4 separate regions of the Mus musculus genome follow, and regions 2, 3 and 4 are each linked to region 1. A link is a contact called in public Hi-C, HiCAR-type and HiChIP or PLAC-seq data. All regions are on one chromosome and are shown on one strand. The core of a region is the stretch at or near the end of the contact, and the rest is flanking DNA. Distances in the headings are between cores, read along the strand shown. Region 1 holds the start of Ina (internexin neuronal intermediate filament protein, alpha). Region 2 holds the start of Arl3 (ADP-ribosylation factor-like 3). Region 3 overlaps Wbp1l (WW domain binding protein 1 like). Region 4 overlaps As3mt (arsenite methyltransferase).

Region 1 (3,129 bases), core at 228-2,727:
TGTGGCTCCGTGTTACTGCATATGCCTAGTATATGCATGAAGACTTGGGCTCTGTGCCTCAAACTCCCCCACCCTCCAAAATAGAGGGCGAAGACATCAAGGGCTTGAAGAGCTAGCTTCCAGGCACATACAGTCCACATTTGCGGCTGCATGCGTGAGACTTCGTGGTTTTTTTTTTAATTTGTTTGTTTGTTTGTTGACTGACGCCTCTAGTCAACGCTCCCCTCTCTCCCCTTTCCCTCCCGTGGTTTCCTAGGGCACCAGTTTACAGGGAGTGAAGCTATCTCTGTACGGAAAAGGACAGGGCACTCTTTCCTATGCAGCATCCCAGCCCTTACCTGGTAGCCGGCCACCTCAGCGCTGTGCCGCTCCTCCAGTTCCAAGATCTGCCTCTCCAGGGACTCATTGGCTCCGCGCAGACCCTCTATCTCAATGGTACGTGCCTGGAGCTGGCGCCGGTACTCGTGGATCTCCTCTCGGCTGGCTCGGATGGCTTCGGTGCTGCGCGCAGCCTGCTCGTTTAGGTTGGCGAACTTGGACTTGTACCACTCCTCGGCGGACTGCAGGTTCTTAGCGGCCAGGGACTCATACTGCGCGCGGATCTCCCTCAGCGCCGAAGTCAGGTCTGGTTTAGCCACGGCCACGTCCACCTCGGCGGCGGCTTGCGAAGACGCCTGCAACGTGGCCAGGAGCTCGGCCACCTCCTCGTCGTGGACCTGGCGCACGAAAGCCAGCTCGTCCAGCAGCGACTCCACCTTCTTCTCCAGATCCAGGCGGGCCAGGGTGGCGCCGTCCACGTCGCGCTGCTGCGCCTTCAGGGCGCGCTCGGCGCCTTCGCGCCCGCGGCTCTCCTCCTCGCAGCGCGCCCGCAGTCGCTGCACCTCCTCGGCCAGCCCATCGCGCTCCAGCAGGGCCTGCGCGCGCGCCGAGCTCGCCTCCTCCAGCTGCGCGCGCAGCTCGCGCAGCTCGCGCTGGAAGAGCTCGCCGACGCGCGACGGCTCGGCGTGGCGCTGGCGCAGCGCGGCCAGCTCGGCCTCGAGCGCACGGTTCTGCGTCTCCAGCTGGTGCACCTTCTCGATGAACACGGCGAAGCGGTCGTTGAGGCCCTGCAGCTGCTCCTTCTCGTTAGTGCGGATGATCTTGTACTCGTTGGTGCGCGCCGCCGCCTGGCTCAGGTCCAGCCCGTCGGAGGCCGGCAGGCGGCGGTAGGCCAGGCCCAGGCCGAGGGACGAGGCCGAGGAGCAGGCGGCCGTGGAGGCCACATTGCTGCGGGACAGCGACTGCGAGCGGAAGCTGCCCGAGCCTCCCGGCCCGGACAGGCGCGCGGAGAGGCGCGAGCTGTCCCCGAACACCTTGCGGTAGGAGGAGGCGGAGCACAAATAGTGCTCCGATCCGAAGCTCATGGTGCCGGGGTCGGGGCCGGGTGCGCGGCTGCGGCGGGACCTGGCGAGGACGCGAAGGTGCGGCAAGGCTGGGTGCGGCGGGGCGGTGTGCGGGGCTTTTAAGGCGCGGGGTTGGGGCGACGCGCTAGGGGTGGAGCTTCATCTTCAGATCGAGCGGGGAGAGGAAGGGGGGCCTGCGGGGGCGGGGGAGCGCAGTGCCACCGCAGCTGCGCGCCACCGTCCTGGGCCGTCCCTGTCCGCTGCGCCTGTACCCCAAGAATCTGCCTTGGGAATGACCGGAGGGGAGGGAGTGCCCAAACAACCTTGGCTTCCCGGCCGAGCGCTCTCAGCTCTTTGATGGCGTTAGAGCCTGTCCTTTTTTTTCTGCTCTTATCCCCCACGGAGAGGAGGTTTTTCTGAAAGGTGTCCTCTATTCTCATCCGCATCCCAGAGTTCCCAAGGGTAAGGCCCTGTTCCTCTCCACTCTTTACAGGGGGAGCGGGCAACCCCCTCTTTATCTCCTGGCTTAGGCGGCTCCTGGTTCTCTTCGGAGAAAGTGGGACCACTTCAGAGAGCATCCCTCAGTTCCGCCACCACAGGAGATAGGATTCGCAGAAAGAGTGAGATTCTCGGGGACATTGGTGACGAACAAGAGGCTGATTTTTTTTTTCCCCAAGGGTGCAAAGGGTTACCGGGAGGAAAGCGGTCTGTCCTGGAAAGGACAAAGCGTTGAGAATTAGCAGGATTCACCTCTAGACCTCCAGTCACCGTGCGTGCCAGGACCGCAGGCTGCTAGAAAGGCTGCAGGCTTTGGTTTAAACAAACAAAAAGCCCCAAACCAACAACAAAACACATTAGATTTTAAAACGTTTCAAAACTGGATTTCTAGTCAGGAGGTTTCATCTAAACAGAAACTGGATTGATTTTGATCTTTTAATGCCCAGCCCCTGCTACTCTTGAAAGCAGAAGGTTTAGGATGACTGCGGTGGGCGAGTGCCTTTGTTTAAGTGCGTTGTTCCTCAGGGCTCCCAGCACTTCAGAGTCACCCCTCTTACCCCGGTTTTTGTTTTTTTGTTTTTGTTTTTATCTGTCTGGCCCTGCAAGCGTTTGACAATCCATTCTGAATTGGACGGGAGCACCATTTTCTGTGGGGATTAGTCTTTGGACCAAAGACTCATTTCCAGGAGTGAGGCAGAGGAGCAGGGCTGACAGAATTGGCCGTCCTCGCCACACCCGGTTAGGATGGAGTGGGAGCCTGAACGATAGATGGATCTAGTTTACCTTCTATCCTGTGGCACAACTCCAGGAAATGTGAAGCCCTTTGCTTTCTAGTTCCGAATTCCAAACTTACATTTGTTTGTTTTGAAACAAGGCTCCCATTCTGTGCCCCTAGTAGCTAAGTTGGTTTTGCTCTCAGTCTAAGCTGGCCTTGAGCTCCTGGCAATCCTCCTGCCTCTGCCTCCCACATGCAGCAGTCACCAGTGTGGCCCACCATAGCTGGCCCTTATCACCTTTTATGATCTTGGGGTTCTAGAACAAGTTTTGTTTCACTTCATGAAGGGATGTATTACTTGGACAGGACTCTGAAAGTAAGAGAAAAGTCATTTTATGGAACATATCCCCTGGCTTTGTGTCACAGCTGCCCTGTCTCCTTACCATTTACCAAAAACCCGAGCTAAAAACCATGCTGGTTTTTTTCGGGCTCTGTAAGACTCGGATGCTGGAAGACACCAGTGGTGGTGAGGAA
Region 2 (3,129 bases), core at 359-2,858, 440 kb after region 1:
CAGCTCCCGGGTACCAAAGACACATGTGATGATGCACTTACATACATGCAGACAAAACATTCATATACGTAAAGCAAATAGTTTTAAAGGTTTTATAGAAAGTTCTTTACTTGGTTGTAAAAAAGACCTGAAAGCTTCGCACTATGTACCCAGTGCCCAGAAGTACCCAGGAAGGAGGCAGTCCTGTGCAAATTTAGGGCCAGTATGGTCTACATAGTTTTGTTCCAGGCCAGCCAGAGTTCCATAGTAAGACTCTCAAAACAACAACGACAACAAACCTGAAAACCCATACTGGAAAAATCTGCCTTTGTTTAAGTAATGGCAACTAGGTTGGTGAAAGAGGTAACGCCTGAACCCCAGATTAAACTATTGATAATAATAATAATATGTCACCCTTTCTTTGCGACAGGAATTGCTCTCTATGTACGTGACATACATGGACCTGTAAGATAGATAACAGGTAAACACACATCAACAGACTTCCAGAGATACCACTTCTACCTAAACTATGAGCTGTTGGAAGAGTTCTCTGCTTATTAACAGGTATAAACAGCTCTGAGGTGTGGGGTGTAGTGTATGTAGGTCGGTGGCAGAGTGCTTGCCTACCCTGTACAAACCCCTGCATTCTGAGTTCAGTCCCCGGGGGCAAACAGCACTCCTACCTGGGCCACAGTGTTTACAAGCAACACTATAAAATAGTTTACAAGTAAAAAAAAAAAATAGTTTACAAGTTAGTTCAAGTCCGGACTCTTATCATCTACAATAACCGATTTCTAGGGTTGTAAGGAAATTAAACCTCATATAAAAAAAAACATTCCACTAGGAAGAATGCAATTTCCACGAAGGCAGGTTGTCGGGAACCAACATGCCACAAAGGTCCTGTGGTCGGCCCTGGGCGTGAGAGGAGCGGGAGGTAGCGCTTGCAGTCTAACCCGGTTTAGCAAAATCCAGCAGATCCCAAACAATCTAACACTCCCGCTGCCAGCTAACCTCAATGCTAGGGACCGGTCCCCAACCTCCCTATCTCTCGCCCTCTCTCAGGCGACCTCCCCCAACACAGTACAAATCACCTATCCTGGATTCTAACAAGAATGTGGAGATAGAGACGTAGCCGCAACTCCTGAGCCCTAAAGCCTGGCACCCGAAGACAACCGGGGTCAGAAGGGAAGAATCCATTGGAGCCCTGGTGGGTCCCTCCGGCCACGCGGCTTCTGCAGATGCAAGTCCAGCACGCAGCGCCTGGCAGCCGCAACAGAGCAGAACCACGCTCCCTTCGGAGGCGCGGGGATTAGGAGTAGCTGTGCATTTGGCTGCACTTGCGAACTCTTACCTGGTCCCAGAGGGATGCACCCCGCGACTGCCACCAGGCGAAGCTGACCAGGAAAGCAGAACTGAAGTGTCGCGGCTAGGCCCGGGAACCACCCCCTCGCCCTACGCCCCCACTTCCGACCAATCAGAGGCCACAGGCTCCGGCCAGCCACGTGGGCGGCTTTGCACCTCCCGCTGGGTCGCTCACCAGCCCGCCCCGCCCTCCCGCCCCTCCCGAGACCGCCTGCGCAATGGGCGGGCGCTTTGGCGCGCTTGCGCACTTTGGGTAGAGAGGAGCAGAACCCCGCCCCATCCCGCTGCTCCGTTCCTCCGCTGTGCGTGCGAGGGACGTCAGGGGCGGCGCCGCAGCAGTTACCCCTGGTAACGGGGGAGGCAGGAGGAGGAGGCGGAGGAGGAGGAGGAGGGACTCGGCTTGAGGATGGTGAGTGTGGGGGCCCTGGCCCCTCCAGAGCTGACCAGTCACCCCCCCTCCTTTCACCAGTCCCAGGGCGGGGCGCTGCGCGTAAAGCCGAGGAGGACGTGGGATGGGGCTCGCCTTGATCTTTGGGGTTCTAGATCGGTTTCAGGGGCGAAGGAGGAGCCCCTAAAGTGGGCCTGGAGGGAGGCCTAGGCCTGGAGAGAAAAGAGGGGTTTGCGATAGATTCGAGGCATGGAGTGCTTGGCTAGCGGGGAAGCCTGGGCACCATCATCTTTCTAGGGACTGGGATGAAGGCGACTCTAGAGCTGCGGAGATCAGACCAAGCTCTCAGATCTTACTGCAGAGTCGACCTCTCGGCGCCTCGGGACTGTGGGGTTCATCTGAGAACCAGCCAAAAGTGGGAGAGGCGCGGCTCTACTGTCTTTGAGATCACCCTGGCAGCACCAGGGAGCTGTAACCTGGCTTTCCTAGATGCTCGCGTCTCTGAGTGAGAGGTGTGTAGGGAGTAAGTCCCAGGACAATAAGAGGTACCGCTGGGAATGGATGTCTCTGTGGTGGGTGCGCTCCTGCAGTCCCAACTTAATCGCTGAAAGTTCTGCGAAGAAATAATGGTTGTTGATGAGCGATTTTTTGCTCCGTATTTATTCCATGTAGATAGAAGCAAATTAACCTCCCGTGTCCTAGCTTTTCCTTCAAATTTGCAGTGTCCTTTTGCCTGAGGCCACAGGAGGACCAAAGGTCTTCACCTCAAACTAAAAAGAATGAACAATAGAAAGTGAGCATCAATTTGAAGCAAGCCTTGTCTCCGTTAACCTTAATTAAGGCTTTTCCAAAGTGTATGATGTGTGACAGATTTTTGACCAGAAACACTCGGTTCCTTGTTGATTTTTTAAAATCGTTATTTTATTTAATGTATATGTATGGGTGTTTAGCCTGAATGTATGTTTGTGCTCCACGTGTGTGCCTGGTGCCTGCAGAGGCCAGAAGAGAGCTTTGGTTGCCTGGAACTGGAGTTACGGATGTCTGGGAACCATCGCGTGGATGCTGGCAAATGAACACTGAGCGTTGCTGAACATCTCTCTGCCCTTGTTGATTCTGTACGCGGTAGATGGAGAGTAAAAATGAAGTTATGGGGAAATGAATATTTTTAGAGCTAGTCAAAGAAAACTTGATATTAAGGCATTTAGAACAGGTTGGTTGGCTTACTAACTGCTCCGAACAGGTTCCTGTTGCCCCCCCCACACACACACACACAATATTTTTGTGAAAATATTGAGGCATTTCTGTTGACTTAAGAAGCAAAGCCTAGGGCTGGTGAGATGGCTCAGTGGGTAAGAGCACCCGACTGCTCTTCTGAAGGTCTGAAGTTCAAATCCCAGCAA
Region 3 (3,129 bases), core at 252-2,751, 370 kb after region 1:
ATGGAATACCAATCAGGCATGGGGGCTGCATATGTAAGCCTAAAACTCAGGAGGACGAGGCAGGAGGACTGCTTTGAGCTCGAGACCAGCCTGGGCTGCACAATGAATGGAGTCCAAGCCATCCTAGGACACAGGGTGAGGATATGTCTCAGAGAGGAGGCAGGGGCTGGAGACAGCTCAGTTGGTAATGTGCCTGCTGTGTAAGCACTGAGACCTAAGGTGGGATCCCTAGAACCCGCACAAGAAGCTGGGTAGAGTTGGGGTCATCTGTAATTCCAGCAACACAGGAGGGAGTAGAGGATGAGGGAGGCTCACATCCAAACACAAGGACTTGAGACAGGAGGATGCCTAGGGCCGGCTGGCTAGCTGATGGAGTCAACCCCAGGTTCAGAGAGAGGCCATCTCAAAAAAAAAACAAAGTGGATTGCAACTGAGAAAGACGCTTAATAGCCTCTGGCCTTCACATGCACACATGTGCACGGACACACTAGTGTGCGTGCACACACAAAGTCACCTGCCATATCTGGCTTTCGACATTTCTTTTACTACAACCAGTGTGTGCCAAGCACCACCTTGGGTAAATCGGACACAAAGACAGAGAAAACCCTGTTCCCTGCGTCACAAACCTCAGTTATGAACGAAAACCCTGCTCAAGCAAAGAAACGCAACCCCGAAGGACGGCATTTGCTACCGCCCCGGCCCATGGGTGACATCCCAGAGGTCGGCTGCCAGGGGAAAGTTAAGTCACATGGCGGCTCCAGCTTTACTACACCAGCCACAGCCATAAACAAAGCCCTCTGGTGAGTGTCTCCGGCTGGAGGCCGGGCAGTTAGTTACAGGAGGTGCCTGTAGCTACAGAGAGAAGGCAGGAGACAGGGCAGAGCTTACACCAAATCCCTCCTCAGCGCAAGTTTCTACCTTCAGGGCTTTCATGGCCCTTCAAAGTCTTATATTCAGGCCAGTGGGATGACTCAGTGGGAAAAAATGCTTGTCACACAAACCCGACAACCCGAGTTTGAGCCCCAAAGGCTTGACGAAGGAGAGCGCCAGCTCCCTGGTGTCAGAGGACATCTTGACTTCTGTATGTATGGCGTGCTGTGAGCGTAGCTGCACGCACACGCACAGTAATAAAACACAAAATTGATTTAAAGAAACAAACTCTTACACTTCAGGATAAACCAGTTCAGGAGGAAACGCAGGAAAGGGCAGTCAAAGCTTACAATGAGAGTCTCACAATATTGCAGAGTTCTTTATTCTTGCTTTCCCCAGCCCACTGAAAACAAAAAGCTACGTAGCAGGCGGCTGGCTGGCTGGAGGCCCCTTCAGACACATGGTATGTGCAGAGAAAGCAGAGCTGCGTCTGCTATGCTCTCCAGAACCAAGCTAGCCACTCTGGCCTCAGAGAAAACCACTCCTTTCCTCTGGACACCAGAGTCTCCAAGGTCACCAAGCCCCGCCCGCCAGAGCCCGGTCTCTCTTGGCGCTAGTTTGCAAAAGCAAGTTCAAAGTATTCACGTAGCTTTAAACCACACCACGCTTCCTCTACCCCAGCAAATGAATCCAGCAGAGGTGGCCTAGGCAGCCAACTGGTCCTACGTGAGGCACGCAATGAAGACACTTGAAATCTAAACAAGTGGCATCCTCGTGACCTACGGGTGTCAGCTTTGCTCCTGGCAAGAGGCCTGTCATAAACAGAACCCCATTCTGCCTTGCTGATCTGCCCTGCCTCCAGACAGAGCTGTCCTGGCAGCCCTTAGCCCAGTTCCTCAAACCCACTTTGACTCGGACTGTCCAGCTACCCACCCTTCCCCGCTCTGCCTCCCCGAGTGCAGGATGCCTGCGGTCGGTCGGTTGGTTCTGGTCTTGGTGGTGGGAACTGCCACCTAGCATGGGAAAGGAAAGGGGGCAGGCAGTGATGGAGCCAGGGAGAGAGCTCAGGGTGTTAGCAGAAACAATGTGAAGGAGAATCAGGGGATGAGATGTGGGCTCCTCAAGCCAGACCTGCCATAGGAGAGAGAGCTGGCAGGCTCGGGGTCCATCTCATCTCTGACACTTCAGAGGAACAAGACTCTGGGCAAGGGACAGGGATGGCCCTAGGGCTAGTTAACACAATGTGTAACATCTTCAACCTGTAGGGGTTCTTGTTTGTTTGTTTGGTTGGTTCAGTGCTCAAGGTCTTGCGTATGCTAACATGCAGGCTCTGCCTACGGTTTCCATCAAACCCACTGCTTCATCCATCCCAGCTCTGACACAGCAGCCTCCAGCCAGTGTACAGCCCATACAACCCATGACTCCTTTCTCTCAAGCCAACAGCTGAGGTGTGGATGCTGCCAGTGAGGAACGGAAGGAGCCCAAGGCCTTTGGGCCTTTCTGTAACGTTTCCTGACAGCCTTGAGCTGCGGTGGGAAACAAAAAGGGCAACTGAGCACTGCCCTCACATGGCAGTGCAGTCTGGGAGAAGGCAGAGGACTAACCACGCAGGGCTAACAGCAATGGCACTCGAACCCATACACAAACCCATACACACTCGCAGAAGGAAGGCCACACCAAGACTGCCAAAGGGGCTTCTGGGAGGGAGGAAGAGGATGGCTAGAGAGTCTGTAACTGCAGGGAAGGCACAGGAAGAATGTTTCAGTACAAAAATGCTGTCGGGCAACTTCGTTGGCTAGGAGATTAAAAAACCCATACACATAAAATAAAAATAAAATCTTAAAAAAAAAAGAAAAGAATATGTAGTTATTCGAAAAGCATCTAAAAGTCTATGTAGGGAAGAAAGAAAGAGAGAGAGAGAGAAAGAGAGTGAGAGAGAGCGCACTTCAAAAAGGAACTGTAAAATCTAAGTGCTCTCGGGGCTGAAGAGATAGATGGCTCTATGGTTAAGAGCACTGGCTACTCTTCCACAGGACAGAAGTTCCATTCCCAGTATCCATACGGTGGCTCACAACCATCCGTATCTCCAGCGCCAGGAGGAAGAGCCAACACCCTCTTCTAGCCTTACCTCGCACTGCAGACATATGGCGCCCAGGCAGCCATGGAGGAGAATGCCCACACTTCTTAAAAGTGCTACTGCACCAAAGCCTTCACCTTAAGAACGGCAATGGTGGCGAGTGGGTCTATTGCCAGGGCTAC
Region 4 (3,129 bases), core at 398-2,897, 270 kb after region 1:
AGCAGATGTCACTTTAGACATCCCTAGCCTGCAACATACGTGTTCATTTACGTGAAAAAGAAAGAAGTGACCGACAAGTCTAGTCAACAGAATGGCTGGGTCACCTTTCCTCTTTATTGCATCCCTCTGAAAGGGCCATCCTGCGCTCAGGGAGTCTGCAGTGTGCTCGACCTCGCCAGTCTCACACTGCAGTCAATTGTAGCTGGGCACATAAGGGACTTTAGAGCCAGCAGCCTGAGTTGAATCAGGGTTCCTGAGACAAAGAGGGCGGGACAAAACTGTCTGTCAAAGTCAGTATGAGGGCACTCAGAATTCTGGAATGTCCCATTGGGAACATATCTCTTTTGAAAAAGATGAATCTGCCCTTAGAACTCACCCCAGTGTTCTATGGGCCTAAGCATCCTCAGACTCCCTAATTAAACACCTCTGAGGCCATGCTAACCTCACCTCTTCCTCTAGTGCCCAAATTCTCCTTTGCTGGGATCTCAGAATGACCAAGATTTTCTCACCAAAGCTTCTGTTGTTGAAGGCTGTTCCTTGCTCGTTTTTGAGGCCAGGTCTCACATACCCCAGGCTGGCTCACACTCTCTGTGGAGCTGGGGAGGGAGGACCTGTGCTTCTGGTCCTCCCAGCTCTACCTCCGAGTGCTGGGGCCTTAGGTTGTGCTGCCTCTCCTGGTTTCGCCTGGTACTGGAGAGCAAACGCAGAGCTTCCTGCCTAGACTACCAGGCAAGTATTCTACCAGCTGGACTGTGCCCTGGCCCCAGGGTTTACGTCTGATTTATCAGATCCTGATAAGGACCTGTGTCCCGTCATTGATTCTTCCTTTAATCCTCATAACTTCTTTAATATGGGCCCTAGAAGCAAACCCAGCATTTCCCTAAAGGTTTAATGAGAGCACCTTACAAGGGGAGAGAAATCCTGTTTGGATCTCTTAGCTTTCCTTTTTTCAAAAACATCACTTAAGACAGATGACGGGGGGGGGGGGGGGGGCTGGAGAGATGACTCAGCAGTTAAGAGAACTGACTGCTCTTCAAGAGGTCCTGTGTTCAAATCCCTGTGTTATTGTGTTATGACCCATGGGATCTGATTCCCTCTTCTGGTGTGTGTGAAAACAGAATATATATATATATATATATATATATTTTTTTTTTTTTTTTTTTTGGTTTTTTGAGACAGGGTTTCTCTGTATAGCCCTGGCTGTCCTGGAACTCACTCTGTAGATCAGGCTGGCCTCGAACTCAAAGATCCGCCTGCCTCTGCCTCCCAAGTGCTGGGATTAAAGGCGTGTGCCACCATGCCCGGCATAAAATATTTTTAAAAAGACAAACTACAGACATCCATTGTGGTATCAATTATCAAGGTGAACTGAAGTCAAATTTATTTTTTATTTGTTTTCTTTTTCATTCAGTTACAGAGAAAAAAATTGCAGACAGCAACCTAAAGAATACTCCTAGCAAATTTGAGTTGACAATCTTTTGTCATGGTTAGCATAAATTTAGTAAGTACTGTGCTTCCTGGTAACCACAGAGAAGAACCCAGAGGTGTCCTGTGGTAGGCCAGAAGGAAGATAATTCTCACAACGTTGATGATGCCTTTGGCCCTTTGAGTAAACCTTGGGCTTCCAAGTTCTACTTCTGACCACTAGGTGGCACCAGAACTCTGAGATAGAGAAATAGAAAAGCAGGCGATTTGCTGTGAACCTTCAATTAACATCCTCTAAAAGTCACTCTTATTCTTAGCAGTGGTCTAGCTTGTGGTGGCTTTGCCACCTTCACATAATCTGTGCACTGGCGAAGAGCAGGCTAAGAAGCCTCTGTGACTGTCCTTTAGCCACCCTCTTGAGCCCGGTGGGCTCCGCGCTGGCTGTAGATCTAGCAGTTTTTCCTCTTGCCACAGCAGCCTCCCGTGCCTTCAGGTGCATGTCTGGGCTTCATCTTGTCAGAGTCCTCTGCAAGCTTGAATGGATCTCTGATTAGAACCTGTCAAAAGACAAAGCAGAATGAGCATACAGAGGGGCACTGAAGCACCCCAACATTGATATTTCTGTTTGATGTGGGCTGATTTATCAAGGAAAGAGAAAATGTTAACCCTGTCCACCCTTGGAGGAGCACTGCCATCCTTTTGGGAGCACTGTCACCCTTGGAGGAGCACTGCCACCCTTTTGGGAGCACTGTCACCCTTGGAGGAGCACTGCCACCCTTGCGGGAGCACTGCCACTCTAGAATACAAATAACCTTTTAAGATAAGCCTTGTGGTACATAAATCTGTCCCCTACCTCAGCAATGTAGAAGTGGAGGCAGAAGGATCTGGACTTAAGATCATCTTTGATTGAATAGTGAGTTGGAGGCCAGCCTGGGCTACAAGTTAAGGAACAAAAGATGACTCTATGTTCTGGAAGCTCTAATTAGATTATCAGTCACTCTTCCAGGGTAACCTTTACTTTGTTCAAGAAAGGGAGGATTAATTTTTGGGTTTGTTGTTGTTGTTTTTGTTTCTTTTGAGACAGAGTTCCATGTAGCCCAGGCTGGCTTCCAACTCACAATGATACTAAGAGAATGTTGAGGGTATATACACATACACACACACACCCCACACACCCCAATTCATGCTGTGCTGGGGACTGAACCCAGGCTCTGTGCACGCAGACGAGAACTTTACCAGCTGAACTAGAACTCCACCCCAAAAGCGACTTTTATTGTTGTTCTGAGATTGTCTTACACTGAAACCTAGGTCGGCCTGGAACTCTTGGTGATCCTCCTGCCTCAGTTTCTTAAGTGCTGAAGCTACCATAGCCTGCTTAAAAGTAGTCTCTGCTGGGCCAGGGAAGCTGATTTCCCCCAATTGATTCCATGAGATTCCATGAGATGAGATCCTCATGAGCAAGCGCCTTTTACCCTTGGAACGGAAATCCTGAAATGCTATCTATGCCCTGTCCTCCAGAACTCTGTGCACGAGGCAGGAATGCTAAGTCTGCTGATGTCCAGATTAGAGATGGCCATCTCCAGTCACCCTGACCGTGGAGTGCAGAGTGCATTCGCTCAGGGGGGACAGCCGTCTTCACTTCTCCTTTTTTTTTTTTTTCCCCCAGAGCTGAGGACCAAACCCAGGGCCTTGCGCTTGCTAGGC

What was found. Hi-C and Micro-C count contacts between places; a contact is called where the count stands out from the background. HiCAR-type assays count read pairs that join an accessible place to other places. HiChIP or PLAC-seq counts read pairs in DNA pulled down with a chosen protein or histone mark.
Region 2: an H3K4me3 HiChIP or PLAC-seq map of the 230-238 cell line shows a contact between it and region 1, with 6 times the contacts expected there. The contact joins the promoter of Arl3 here to the promoter of Ina in region 1. A contact is called at or near these places in 7 of 39 promoter capture datasets (the 3T3-L1 cell line, the C10 cell line, cranial neural crest and 3 more), 6 of 484 Hi-C or Micro-C datasets (the C2C12 cell line, the G1E-ER4 cell line, colorectal tumor organoids and 2 more), 11 of 115 datasets of contacts at active chromatin or transcription factors (the 230-238 cell line, astrocytes, bone marrow-derived macrophages and 7 more) and 4 of 9 other capture datasets (adipose tissue, embryonic stem cells, liver and 1 more).
Region 3: a contact with region 1 is called in a HiCAR-type map of astrocytes, with 3 times the contacts expected there. The contact joins the enhancer-like site here to the promoter of Ina in region 1. A contact is called at or near these places in 6 of 39 promoter capture datasets (the C10 cell line, the SN4741 cell line, cranial neural crest and 3 more) and 8 of 115 datasets of contacts at active chromatin or transcription factors (astrocytes, bone marrow-derived macrophages, cardiomyocytes and 4 more).
Region 4: a Hi-C map of bone marrow-derived macrophages shows a contact between it and region 1, with 25 read pairs. The contact joins the enhancer-like site here to the promoter of Ina in region 1. A contact is called at or near these places in 17 of 39 promoter capture datasets (3T3-L1-derived adipocytes, the C10 cell line, the HPC-7 cell line and 12 more), 1 of 15 datasets of contacts at CTCF or cohesin (the NIH/3T3 cell line), 16 of 484 Hi-C or Micro-C datasets (the AtT-20 cell line, B cells, DN3 thymocytes and 11 more), 13 of 115 datasets of contacts at active chromatin or transcription factors (bone marrow-derived dendritic cells, bone marrow-derived macrophages, craniofacial prominence and 8 more) and 3 of 9 other capture datasets (adipose tissue, embryonic stem cells and liver).

What each region holds. Positions count from the first base shown.
Region 1 is chr19:47,013,029-47,016,157 of GRCm38.p6, reverse strand. It overlaps Ina (internexin neuronal intermediate filament protein, alpha), which reads right to left and starts at 1,477. Exons shown (of 3, transcript NM_146100.5): 1 at 339-1,477. The coding sequence starts at 1,403. It also overlaps a transcript of Nt5c2 not described here.
Region 2 is chr19:46,571,661-46,574,789 of GRCm38.p6, reverse strand. Arl3 (ADP-ribosylation factor-like 3) reads left to right here and starts at 1,608. Exons shown (of 6, transcript NM_019718.3): 1 at 1,608-1,750. The coding sequence starts at 1,748. Sfxn2 (sideroflexin 2) reads right to left here and starts at 1,425. Exons shown (of 12, transcript NM_053196.3): 1 at 1,331-1,425.
Region 3 is chr19:46,640,208-46,643,336 of GRCm38.p6, reverse strand. The region is part of intron 2 of Wbp1l (WW domain binding protein 1 like); the gene reads right to left. Among named protein-coding and RNA genes, the nearest start is that of Gm36602, 24 kb to the left of the region's middle. Within about 2 kb of position 1,501, at least 128 of the 459 cell types and tissues checked have an H3K27ac peak or open chromatin away from gene starts, as enhancers often do. A contact at or near this core is called in astrocytes and cardiomyocytes, where this site is marked.
Region 4 is chr19:46,739,314-46,742,442 of GRCm38.p6, reverse strand. It overlaps As3mt (arsenite methyltransferase), which reads right to left. Exons shown (of 11, transcript NM_020577.3): 11 at 1,348-1,982. The coding sequence ends at 1,875. Among named protein-coding and RNA genes, the nearest start is that of Cnnm2, 21 kb to the left of the region's middle. Within about 2 kb of position 1,647, at least 8 of the 459 cell types and tissues checked have an H3K27ac peak or open chromatin away from gene starts, as enhancers often do. A contact at or near this core is called in the P5424 cell line and bone marrow-derived macrophages, where this site is marked.